Regions from separate parts of the Anser cygnoides genome. Here region 2 is linked to region 1. Evidence: chromatin contacts called from public Hi-C data. All regions are on one chromosome and are shown on one strand. The core of a region is the stretch at or near the end of the contact, and the rest is flanking DNA. Distances in the headings are between cores, read along the strand shown. Region 1 overlaps LOC106032991 (a long non-coding RNA gene). Region 2 holds the start of PLPP3 (phospholipid phosphatase 3).

Evidence for each region. A called contact is a pair of places that touch in the nucleus more often than the background predicts.
Region 2: a Hi-C map of liver shows a contact between it and region 1, with 4 times the contacts expected there. The contact joins the promoter of PLPP3 here to the enhancer-like site in region 1. A contact is called at or near these places in 4 of 7 Hi-C or Micro-C datasets (fetal liver, granulosa cells and liver).

Annotation. Positions count from the first base shown.
Region 1 is chr8:28,757,296-28,763,534 of Taihu_goose_T2T_genome, reverse strand. The region is part of intron 5 of LOC106032991 (a long non-coding RNA gene); the gene reads right to left. Among named protein-coding and RNA genes, the nearest start is that of PLPP3, 190 kb to the left of the region's middle. Within about 2 kb of position 1,459, at least 2 of the 3 cell types and tissues checked have open chromatin away from gene starts, as enhancers often do. A contact at or near this core is called in fetal liver and liver, where this site is marked.
Region 2 is chr8:28,944,241-28,951,297 of Taihu_goose_T2T_genome, reverse strand. It overlaps PLPP3 (phospholipid phosphatase 3), which reads left to right and starts at 3,050. Exons shown (of 6, transcript XM_048062097.2): 1 at 3,050-3,736. The coding sequence starts at 3,598.

The sequences.
Region 1 (6,239 bases), core at 210-2,709:
CCCAGCACATCTCCACCTAGACCGGAGCTGAAGCAGAGCTAGCAGCTGTAAAGGCTGGATTTGCCTCGCTGCAATGCCATCCAGAGGCCAGATGGCTCCAGGAGGATATGCTGCCATGCATGCATGGGGAGAGAGCTGACACCTTACAGATACCCTGCAATGTGCCTACCTCTGTATTTACTTTTCACGGGTTTTACAGCAGCAGCACGCATTGCAACAACAACTTTTTTTCTTTTTTCTTTTTTTTTTTTTCCTTAGAAATTCACAGCAGGTGCAGCACTGTAAAGGATGCTCGCCAGGAGAAAAAATCCTTCCAACCCTGCTCGTCTGCAGCCAGCCCCACCATCTCCAATGGAGGACAAAACAATCCTGCTAATAATTGCATACGTTAAAATCTTTACAAGTATAGAAGCCCCTCCAGGGGTTCTGCCATCAGGTTTAACAGCGCCCTACCTCCCAAGTATTAAAGGGCAGGCCAGATCAGGGGTATCGTGTTTTTCCAGGCATGATACACAAAGGAACAGAAAAACAACTGTCTCATTGTTTAGAGCATCCCTAAATATTGCCAGTAAAGATCTGGTCAACTTTCCACAGGCTGCGGCTTCAGAGAATTTTCCATTGGGGTGATTTATTTCATCAAAACAGCTCTCAGGCCACCAGCTGTTAAAGCACTTGTGGAAAGGGCCGACTTGGTTCTCATTATTCACTGTAGGTTTCCCTTAATAGAATCAAACTGGTTAATAAGTGCTAATGCCGGTAACACGGTCCTCTGTACTTTGACCTAAATCCTCCTCCCGCTCCCAAGGGGGTGGATACAGGAAGAGTGCTGCACTATTTCCTCCAGTGCACGGATGGGCAAAATTAACCCCTGCAGGCAGCCTTCACCCACCGTGTTTTGGGCGCACTTTGAGGTCCAGGCTCTGTTGTACCGGGTACAGTGCAAAATCCTACCCAAAAACACTGATCCCAAACGGTTCCTGCCGCATTAGCATCCACACCATGGTTTCAGCCCCGGTTCTCCGGAGTGACCTTTCCCTGTTCCACGCAGCCAGTTCAGAAAGTCAAAGCTGTTTTTTTAATAAAAAGAGAAGAAGTGGCACAAACAGTTTCCTACGCTTGGTAATTGCACAGCCACTTTGAGTACACAGTAAGAAAGCAAATATTACTGTGAAATTAAGCCTTTTTTTTTTTTTTTCCAGGAGAATATCCAGAAAAATCAGATCTCTATAAACACTGAAAAGGTCATCATATTTTTGTCAGGTTCATTTGTCATGTCAGATGCAAGCGAAATGGTTCGTTTAGCTACTTACATTGCTACACAACGCAGCTTGCAGTTTTAGGCGTACAAACCACACGTGCTTCTATAGGACGTACACAGTGCTGCGACAAAAGCAGCTCACACAAGCAGGTCTAGGGCAGAGTGAGGTGGCTCAGGAAGGATAGGGGTGAAACAGGGTGGCTGTATTCCCACTGCTCCCAATCCCAGCAAAAGCACATGTTGCTGCCCAAGGAATTGGCCCTGAAGTACCTCTGGAGTGGAGATAGCCATCCTTAGGCTTCAGAGTTAACGCCCCAGGGCGCCGGGAGCGTCACCACACCGCCACCTCCCAGCTGCAGGAGCGGAGGCAGCGCTGACCTCCCGCACCGCCTCTGCCCATGCTCTCCAGAAGAGTTTTGGCAGCTGAGAGGAGGAAGGAAGGAATGTAGACTCCTCCAGCCACCGAGCTAATGGCTTTCAATGTGTAATTAGCGTCATTCTTGAAAACCCATGTCTTGTCACCACTCTAAATGTGTTCAGCTTCTGTTTCCTCATTATTCTGGATCTAATTTTTCCACTAGATTAAGGAGATACTATTTTTTTTTCCCCCAGAAAAACCCCCTCTCATGTGAAACAGAGTAGATGATTAAGAGATGACTGAAAACCTCCTGGCCTGCTCTTTGCATGTTAAACATTTGCTTGAAGAAGGACAAGTATCCACTATGCAGTTTGGAGGTTTGACAAAATCTGATGTATTGAGCAAAGGCTAACAGATCCCCTAGTCGTATCTAGTCCTGGGTAACACAGTTCTTTAGAACTAATTACACATACTGACAATGAAATTAATTAAAGACTAAATTTCCTGTATTGGCAATAGCAGTTTGATGGGATTTCAGACTGCCCTGAAAAACCCAAATTCATACACCCTCAGGGAGCTAATTTAGGAGATTAGTCAGCACATGGCCTCATTATCATTACTGGGGAAAAGCAGGTACCTTGAGAGGCAAAGTCAACTTTGAGTCACTTAATGGAGAGGTTCTCGCTCTACTTTCCCCGTCTCTATCAGAGAAAACCCACTCCAGTTGCTGTAACCAGAAAAAAATGACTCGATATCTCCGCTGCTAATTGAAACGTGAGTTTTATAACCCCACAGCACTTCCCCAGGTTCCCGGTGCCTGTTCCCACCTCCTCCCCAGCAGGAGGCTGTGCCGTGGTGGTGGGCTTCGGGGGCACTCCAGCTGGGTGAGCTGGAGAAATGCACTCAGCTGCCTGAACGCATAACAGCAATTCAGAGTTACACATTACACAACATCGCCGCTCTCTCACCCTATTTCAGTTTGATTTGATTTTTAGTTGCAAGCCAGCACAACTGCAGGGTTTTGAGGGGTGATGCACTTTCTTTCGCTTGCCCCGAGACAGACAGACTTAGGAAATGCCACAGAAATCAACTGCTAGGAAAATGCAAGAATCGAACAGTTCAGCTTTCAAGAGTCAGATAATGGCAAACAGAAGGTTGAACTTTTCCCCTCGTGTGCATATGCATTGTGATTCATTGCATACTCCTCTTATGCTATTCCTCAGCTATTGCAGTATGCCATAATTTGTCTCAAGAGGCAAACAGTAGTTTGCAGAGCTGCATACTTGTCTCCAAGCAGCAGGGCAAGGCTGAGTTCACAGCAGCTCATCCCCTCCGCTGTGCCCAATGTGCTGCAAATAACAGAAAGCTTGCTGGCATCTGAGAGAAGCAAGAGCGGGGCTGCTCCCTAAAGAAAATCCAGAAAAAAAAAAAAAAAAGAAAGAAGAAAAAAAGCAACAGCTCAGGAACAGGGCAAGGGGCAGGTGATCCTGCAATGTAGCTCAGGCAGGGTGGACAGACAAGCTCTGAGATCAAGCGGGGTCCATTGAAGGTCTCAGGTGTGGCTGGTCAGAGCAGATAAGCTCTGTTAGTGGCCTCGGGACCCCAGCCTGGTACATGGATGTCCCTGCAACATAGCCACCTGACTTGTACCTTCAGGCATCTCAAGCCATGAAGCCAGTTGTGGGGTGCTGGCAAGGCTGGCTGTGCTGCTTCAGGTCAAGCATCTTGCCCTGTGGCTAAGCTGTGCAGGATTTAGCCCTTGAGGATAGAAGAATGGGTAGGTTTGGGTCACTCCTGGCAGCACCCTGCAGGGAGCTCATCACCCCCAGCACACAGCTCAGGAGGAGCCCAGCTGGCAGAGGGGAGCCTGAAGTCATGGCTTTGTGTCCAAGCATCCACACCACTGCTCCTCCCCAGCCAGCTCGGACCGGCGAAGCCTGGCACAGCAAACTTCTCCACGAAAAGGTCCCCGAGCAGACCTCTTTCACCCAGCTGCAGTGGTGATAGCGCTGAAGTCAGCGTAACCCTGACCCAGCCCAGCCTGCTGCCCGGGGACCCTGCCTGTGAGCAGGACACACGCTTCCCCAGCACTGCAGGCAGAGCGATCAGCAATTCCCACGCAGATGAGCCCTGGGAGAGGAGCAGCCATCAGCAGCAGGACTCACAGTTCTGGGAAGCGCAGCCCTCCGCTCTCAGAAATATCTCGCCACAGGAGTAATGCGGTTCAAATCTTGCAAGTATAAAAAAAAAAAAAAAAAAAAAAAGAAAAAAGTAATGGGAACCAGATGCTGCCGTACCTTAGATTAGAATCTATGTTTAGATTTCCAAGATAATTTTTATCTCCTGTACTTTGGCTAATGTAAGGCTGATATGATAAATGGATTTTCTATGGAGGCTGAAAACAGCCCGCCCGCCTCAAAACGCAACCCGATACGCAGTTGTCTGCCGCGGGGAGACAGAGAAGAGAAACAGGACTGGCGTGAAGGAGGGTCAGGCCGGGATGGAGGATGTGCTACATGGAGGAGGTCAAACGACCCTGGGCTGGTGCTGGAGGAGGAGGAGCTGCGCGGGGCGGTGGGGAGGATCGTCCTGCAGGGCCCCCCTGCTCCGTCCCTCCGTGCAGCACTGCAGCTTTCCCAGCCCAGGGCACCATCCGAGAGACTCCCAGAGAGCTGCCACTGCTGCAGGAAAGCAAAACCAAGGCTTTTAAATCCTGAATGGGGTGTAGACCTCCCTGCACATCCACATCCTCCTTAACTGACTCGAACCTCATTTTTTGAAGCCTTCTTTTTCTCTATAACTGCTCTGACACATCCTTTACTGCTCCCTCTCCCCATTACCACAACACCTGGATTGTCTTTTCCCACCTCTTTTTCACTGCCCCATTGAAGCAACAGCCACAAAGTTTTGGTCTTTTCTTGGTCTGCAACCAAAAGGGCCAATGGCATTAAATAAATAAATAAATAAATAAATAAATAAATAAGCAGGGTGGGGGGAACAAAATAAAGATTTTATTTTTTTCTGAATTATTTTTATTATTATTTTCCAGCCTGAAAGCCCTTGGCAACAGAAAACTCATCGGTTCTTTCTAGCATTGTAAGTGGAGATTATGTAATATTTACAGTGATATTAATGCAATCAATCAGCGTCAGCAAGTGGAGATGTGGGAGCCAGCTATGCACATGAGAGAAAAGTGGGGAAAAGGAAAGCACAAAGAGGTCCCTGTGATGGCTGGGGAGGGATGCCAAATATTTTCACTGCTTTCCAAACTAATATGTTACAAAATAACACAATCAGCTTTGGCCCAGTTCATTAAAAATAATTAACTTGACTGCTCAGTGACTTCCCTGCAGACTTGAGATGCCCACCAGCGCCCAGGCACTCGCATCAACACCTTTCCTCCTCCCATTCAGCAAGGAAGACTTTGCCCAGCCCTGCTCGAACTCAGTCCCAAAAGAGGTAAAAGGACCCCTTGTTGGATCTTGGGTTACTGGGAATGGTGAAAACGTAATGGATCGAGGGCCTGCACTGAACAGAAGGGCTTTGCTGCTGCCCCATGTGCATGCAACAAAGTGCCAAGGACTGAAAAGAGGCCATTCTTCCCCAGGCGTGCCTCTTGCAGCTGCCGGACAAGGGACTTTGCAAGCCTGAGAGGCACACAAGTAGCTGCTTCTGCTGCTTTGTTTGCTTTTTCCTTTTTTTTGGTGGAAATATCAGGGTCCGGAGGGGATTGCTTCCAGAACTGGATTTTTGCATGGCCATTGGCAAAATCTTTGGCAGCAGGGAAGAGGCAGCATTTTGCTGTAGGATGGTGGGAAGCGGGGTCTGCAGATGACTCCAGCACGGCTCCAAACTCGCTCACTTGCTCTGCCTGTGCACAGCTGCCACCAGGCAGGCTGGAACGGGGTCAGCAGTTGGCTCGCAAGGATCTGGGACCATGCCGAGGAGCAACAGCTGGGAGGTGTGCTCTGGTCCCTGTCTACCAGGATGGAAACACGCTCAAGCGTTGCTAAACCCTATCTTGGAATAAGCCTTTCTTAAACAACTGCTATTGATGTTTGGGCCTCAGCTTACAGTTTGGCAGAGGCCAAGTCTCGTGATTCAGATCCCAGTGTGGATTTTCTCAAGCTCTGAGGATGCTGGGACCAGGGGTCACCGCTGCTCCGGGTGATGGGCTCTTCTCCTTAGTAGAATTGAGCAAATCCATTCAGAATAACAGATCAGGGCACAGATACATAAACAAGATGAATATTACCTTCAAGAGAGACCAGAAGGGAGGTATTAATTTAGTTTTCTTTATTTTAAAATGGTCACGTAACTGTCAAGATACAGGGCAGGATGGTTCTTACACTTGTTTGACCAAGAACCAGAAGTGTGCTGGGGTCACGGTCAAAGCAGAGATACCCAAGAAAGATATTTCTCCATGGACCTCCTGCCAGAGGCAGGGACTGAATAAAGTCCCACACCTTCTGAGAGGTTTCAGCCACCATCCCTGGTTGAAAGGGAAGGGACGGCAGAGTGGCAGAGCATCTGCTGCTGAGCTTCTGACCACTGTGCAGATGGAGACAGTGCTAGAGTGGATGCCTCCTTTAACCCTGAGTTTGGAAAGAGCTATTAGCTCAG
Region 2 (7,057 bases), core at 1,801-4,300, 190 kb before region 1:
CTGAGGGGGCAGCGGTTTTGGCACTGGGCTATGCATCACTAAACGTGCAACCATACACACTTTAAACTTCCACCTGCTCTGTGGCCTTGTTTTGCCCCCAGCACATCAGGCAAAGCAGGAGGGATCCCCCAAACCTACAAGAGGGACAGTAGGGCTGGATGGGGCTGCCACTGCAGTGGTAATGCCAGACTAATGAAACACGTTGTAGGGGCTGACAAAGCACTCCCAACCCAATTAATAGTGATTTTACATTAAATAATGGGAGCGAGGGGGATGAAATACACTCGTAAGCCTTGGAGCAGTAACTGCCTCCCTTCCCTTCTTTCTCCCCCCAAAAATACCCTGGGCACCAGGTGGAAACCGCATCTGTCTGTAGGGTGCTCTGCCCCTGGCCCAGATCCTACTGCCCCCCCCGGCCATGTTCTCCTATAGAAGAAAAAGTGAAAACAGGAACTTTTAAACTTTTTTTCTTTCTTTTTGACAGAAGTGAGACCCTTTGACCTGAATCATGATGATTGGCAATGCTGAATGTGGAAGAGATGCTTTCAGTTTTAAGTTATTGTTGTGGAACGAGCAGATTTCCATGGGGGGGGGTTGGAGCCATGTCCTGCAGATACATGGGGTACAAGCAACCCATTGCTGCCTCTTCTGCTTCAGTGGTGGTTTTAAAGGAGCTTATTCTCATAAAATGACCAGACTGGATGAATAAAACACAATTCCTGTTTCAATATTGTTGGGTTCTGAAATACTGCAGTTAAGGTGCAGATCTGGGCAAGAACAAATTTTACTGCAAATGCTTTATCTTCTGATACATTATCAGAATGATTCTTCTTTGTTCACTAGGGCCTGGTCCAGCTCAGACTGGAAGATGGTGAAAATCGTGGGAGATCTCTAAAAAAGTGGAGTAAAATTCACCAATAACATAAAAGCAGTTGGTTTGGTTAATCTCTATCAAGAAGAAGTGCAGCCCATGGCAGGAATTTACAGTAGGACTGAGAAGAAAAGCTGAGCCCTAAAAGGGTAGCTGGTGCATCATGCATTCAATAATTGCATTTATGAATAAACAATTAAATATTACCAATGAATCTCTTGCATATTATTGACCAAGGCACAGAAGCTGCCTTTTGGCACCGATGGCTTGCTCAGTTCACGCTTGACAATGGGGGATTGTAGTGGCTGTTCCCTTAAGAAATTGTCCAAGATTGGGACTTTTTTGTGCGCCATTGCTTGCATCAATTAACAGCACAATCTTTTTGTTATGAAAATGCAAACATTAGTGGCCTGAGGGGCCTTGTAAATGCAAATATAAAACTTTAATTTCAGTAACCCTCACTTTCCCTTTAAGTAAAAGAAAGGCCTTTTTTTTTTTCCTCATTTGTTGTTACAATGACAGGTCTTTTTTATTTTAATTTACTTTATTTTACTTTATTTATTTTATTTTATTTTATTTTATTTTATTTTATTTTATTTTATTTTATTTATTTTATTTATTTTATTTTTCTCACTTTAAACACAAAATTGAATTGAACCCAAGGAGTTTCCATGGGGATCACTGTCAATCAGCAGGTTTGGATGCACGCTCAGGGCAGCTGGAGCCGGCTGCTGAAAGCCTCGGGCTCCTTGGGGCGGGTCGGTGCCAGGCCCTGGGGAGGGAGCTGGGCTGGGCAGCAGGGCTGGCCCTGGGTGGGTGACAATTCCCATGTGAGGATTCTTTCCACTCGCTCCAGGCAGCCGGCGAGCCTAAATTTGGTACCTGCGGTCAGGGGAAGGAGAGAGAGACCTTGAGACGTGTCCTCGAGTCGCAGGGTGGCCCCAGCTGGGTGACCGTCACCACCGGGAATGGTTTTGGGTCAAAAACTGATGGTTTTGCCCTCCTCACCATGAGATGTGAGGCAAAAGAGAGCTGTCTCCTCAAAAGCAAGGTGGGAGATGGCACCCGAGTCCATGCCGTTGAGGCGCGATGAAAGAATTGGCGAAAAACCCAAGGTCTGTTTTCCCTTTTCTTTTTACACCGCACATATACAAGTAAAATATTAAAACAGCTACTTCGCTTTCTTCCTCCCAGGCTGGCCCAAATGTGCCCAGGTATGTGTCTAAACAGATTCCTGGAAAACCTGCCCCCGCCGAGGCGCGGGCTCTCGCCTCGGCTGCAGTCTGCAGCTCCGCTGGCGGTGGTTCTCCAGCGCGGACGGGAGCCCGAGGTCAGCTACAAGGCAAAAGCAGAAAAAATAGCGGTCAGATGCTGTCCCGAGCAGCATCCCTTGGTACCCACAGGCTCTGCCCGCTCCCCCGGCCTCCCTGCTCGGAGCTGTTAAAATTGCCATCCGGGCTTCCTGGCGAGCGCTTCATTTGCATCCCTGGCAATACCTAATTAGACCAAAGGGACAATTAGCCAAGGTAACAATTCCCTGCCTAACTCCTAACGCTCTCGTTATTTTATTTCATAAAGCTGGTGCTGCTGCCACGGGAGGACGAGGATGCTAGGCTTCGGTGGTGGCACCCAGCCTTCCCCTGACCCATCCTACAGCCCCGCACAGGCAGGGCAGGATCCGGCCCTGCGTGGTGGCCCTGTTGGGGTCTGCTGGGTGTTAGGGTCTGTGGGCACTGCACACACTCGAAAAGGGCCTGTCCCAGCACAGGGAGCAGAGCTGAGAGGCAGGGGGGAAAAAACAGGAGGAGAAAAAAAAGAGTTTTAAGTTGTTTGTCACCAGTTTTCTCCCCCTCCACACCACAACCACCTTTCAGGAGTCCTCCCTTGGAAAGGCTGGTTGTTTTTCTTCCCCCCCCTCCCTCTGCCGTTGCACTCCTCTGCTTTGTGAACGCTAGAGGCTCTCTCCTTCTGGTTTGCGAAAAACTTTAGTTCCTGACTTTTTTTTTTTTTTTTTTTTTCTTTTCCAACTTCCCTCAGGGAAAAATGTGGAGTTAATTATGTATGTAAAATGTCAGATGCAGGAAAGGGGCTGTGCTTACTTGGATATCCCATCCGAGGCGAAGTGACTGATATTTTTTTTTCCCCCTTCGTTTTTTTTTTTTTTTTTTTTTTTTTTTACTAAGGGGTGGAAAGGAGCTCGCGAAATAAAAGTGCAGCAACGAGCCGGTGGCTCCCAGAGCGGCCGGGGCGGGCGCGTCGGGAGCCCCCAAGGCAGCGCAGCGCGGAGCCCACCTGCCCCCGGGAGCTGCTCGCCCCTCGCTCCGCACCTCTCCCCCGGCACCCAGCCGCCCTGCTAGGCGCACGCCGAGGCTTTTCTCCTTCCCTTCGACTTCTCCTCCAGGACTTTTCCACCGCCGCTGGGACAGCCGCAAACTTTTTTTTTTTGTTGTTTTTTCTTTCCTTCCCTCCCACCTTCGCTGGTGGTTTTGTGCTTTGTTGTTTTGCTCTTTTTATTTTTTATTTTTTTTTTTATTTTGTTGTTGCTATTATTTATTTATTTTGGGGGAAGACCCGCCTGCGTTTCAACCTCCCGTGGCCCCAGCGGAGAGGCCGGGAGCGGCTCCGGCAGCACCTCCCCGGCGCACCGCGTGCGAGCCCGGCCCGGCACGGCTCGGCACGGCTCGGCTCGGCCCGGCACGGCACGGCTCGGGCTTTCGCCCCCGATAATGCAGAGCTACAAGTACGACAAGGCGATCGCGCCGGAGAGCAAGAACGGGGGCAGCCCGGCGCTGAACAACAACCCGGCCAAAGGCAGCAGCAAGAAAGCGCTGCTCATCTGCCTCGACTTCCTCTGCCTCGTCATGGGTGAGCTCGGCGCTCCAGCCTTCCCCTCTCCTCCTCATCCTCTCCCCGGGTCCCCCTGGGCAGGGAGGCTCGGGGCTGAGCCGAGCCGGGCCGGGGCCGCGCCGCTTCCCGAACAAAAGCGGGGCCCTACCGGGGGGGGGGGGGGGGGGGGACACAAGCTTGGGAAGCGTGCACAACCCCCCGAACCACCGCTTTTTCTAATTTATTTAACTTTATTAAACCCCCAGACTTGTTTAACTCTGCGGCCCCGCGCTGCCGTGCCCTCCCCCGGCGCTGGGGGTGCCCCCGGCAGGGTCCCCGCTGCCCCCCGGGGGCTGCGGGCTCCAGATGGAGGAGCCCGAGGGGCTCCGGGGACGGGGAGCAAAGCTTTGACTCTGTTCTCTGCCGGGGGGGTGGTGGTGCTGCCTCCCTCCATCTCCCTTGGTTGTTTAAAAAGCTGCTTTGAAGCTCGCTCGGGCATCTCCCAGTCCCTGGAGGAGCCCCAGCCTCAGCCCGCTGGTCTTTTGGAAGTGGTGGGGCAGGCACAGAAACTGTCAGCGCTCTGCCTGCGAAAAGCCTTCGCATGCCAAAACATCAACCGGTCAACTATGGCTGCGATGCCGAATATTTAATTGACAGACGCAGGCAGGGGAAATCAACTGGCTTCCAACAAAGAGATTAATAACGCAACAGCACGTGAGTTTAATGCTCCAGACACCACAGTCTTTAAAACAATTGTTTCTGCTTAGGGCCCGTTTTTTTGAGGACTGTCAGTTTGATTTAATTTTTCTGTAGTTTATTGATCATCTGGTGTATATTACGAGGCACTAATATATTAAGAAGAGAGGCATGGTTTTCTCTTTATATTCCCACAAGAATAGGGGCCAGTGCAGAAAGCTTCATCTTCTTGTATCTGGAAAAAATAAAAATACTTGGTATCCTGTATGTGAAACCAATGTAAGCAGAAATGTAGCTTGACTTACCTCACTTACTGAAACAGGAGGTTGGATTCCTAGTAAAACAACTCCTAGGAGTCGCAACTTTTAAACTTTTATTTACTCAAGTTTTCTTGACTTTAGGCATTCCTGGCATGAGTAAGTGCTATTTGAATGGGTAAAGGGCTTTTGTTGTTGTGTGTGTTTTTTTTTTTCTTTCTTTAGACTAAGGGTCCAAAATGAAAAAGCAATTAGTTGACATGTGTTATTCTACTTGTGATGGTTTTGGTAAACAGAACTTATCAAGCATCACTGGAAGGTATTGTTAGCAGTGAATAATGTGATACACCAAAAGCCGTGATTGTTGCTTTGTTTCATGTTACTGCAGGTGGAAATCAGAGAGTAAACACAAGGGTTGTTTTTTAGGGTGAGGAAGGTTTGAAAGTAAGAGCATGAATTCAACAGCTGAAGGAGAGAGCTTTGGTCTGGCTAATGACATGCAGGTGAAGAGCACTGGTGGGACGTGCCAAGGGAGGTGATTATGTGATGGAGAGCCTGGGGTGTGTGTTTGTGGATGGGCTTTTCAAATCTGTCCAGCCCAGCAGTATGGGACCTGCCGGTGGATGTCTTTGCATGAGTTGCTGTGAAAGCCAGCTGCCCCGCTCGCAGGAGGCTTGGCTTGCTCTTCACTCTGCGTTCCTCTAGGGAAAGCTAAGAGTTTGCAGTTTTCCAAGCACTTGATTCCCATTTTTCTTTGTCACAAGGAAAACACTTTGGAGGTGAGGGAGAAAAAATAAGTGCTCTAGCTGAAGCCTGTAAGAGGAACCTGGATGGTTACAAGATGAGGGATATTCACATGTCCAGTAAAGAAATGGAGTCCTACATAAGCTAATGAGAAGCAGAATTGGGTGAAATGAATCGTTTTAAGGTGGATGCACTCAGCCAGGGTCTTCTGCTGGTGCACGCAGGCATTGCCAATGGCCTCCAGTGCAGTTAAAGTGAGTTACGCCTCTTGAGTGGCTGCCCAAACACATTCAGAGCAACAGGGAAACAGAAGGCTTTTCTCATTTGAGGACCACTTTAGGAAATATTAAAACCGGTCATTTGATTTGCAGAGGGCTATGACGATGCATTGGCTTCTGCTGCAGTTATTTTGCTGTAATTCTTCCCTGAGTCAGTATTCTGTGGGGAAAAATGAAAAGAATAAGCTATGGCTGAAATGCCTTTCAGAAATGACACATGCTTTCTGTGAGGCAGTAGATGTGTACAAACTCTTGTTTGTTTACATACAAATTTAACCAAATTACCCAGAAGACAATTATCATAAACATCTCAGAAAATCAGAATAAGTAAAGCAATGCTATCAGGAGCTTCCTTCAGCTTTAATTTGCAAGGTGTTAGAAAGATCCACTTTGTCTCTCATTGTCATTACAATGGTTATCTTGATAGCAAATGCATGAGGGGAAGATTTCTATCTCCGTTCCTCGGGGATGGTGGGGAGCAGTTGTCAATCCATTGATGGGAGCACGTTGCTTTGGTAGCTGCCAGAGCATTGCTGGTGGGGTGGGCTTCATGAAGATCTGCCAAACCAGACCCCCCCCCCCCATTTCCCCTGCATTTCCGCCTTGGGTTGGGCTAAATATTTCCAAATACCCCACTCCTGATGAGTGCACTTCACGTGTGAATATGCCAAGCACCCATGCTGACAAATCTCTGCTTCCTTGCGCCAACAAGAGGTTTCATCACAGATACAGTGAACATCCCAGAAATTGTGTGTCGGAGTTCAACCGTGGAAAAGAGGCAGAAAAGAACTGAGTGTGCATTTAAACCAGGTCATCCAAGGCGGGGAAAATAACTTTCTCCATCTGCTTCCTCCTCTTGGGATGGCTCTGTTTAGAGAATTAGAAGATGCTTCCTGAAATTGTTAGGGCCACAGGCGAGCCCGGTGGTTTGGAAGCGTCCTGCTGGTCACTGTGACACATCTGAAAATGTGGCCAAGGAGCTCGGCTTGGGGGGCTCAACTTGGCCGTGCTAAGCTGGTCAGCGGCGTGGGTTGAGGAGCAACGGGAGAGTTTTTGGGGAAGGCTCCGATGTGAGGACCTCACGCCACCTACAGTGGTCACCCTGGTTGAGAGCAGCTCAACCAGTCATCGCCTTTCTGCATGGGACATGGGCCTGGTGGGGCAAGTCCTCCTACCCTGCCCCTTCAGGTGGGATGTCTTGGAAGCTGTTCTCATGGAAGCAGCATCTAGGGTTAAATTTGCTCCTCTCAGGCCTGCTTTTTTCATATTAGGCAAACTGTGAGTGCCCACCTGTGCTCTGCTGACAGGCGCCAAGCCGAGCGTTTCATCTCGGAAGAGGGGAAGGCTGCGTCAGCAAGGCCAGCAGGGCACGCTAGGGTCTTCAG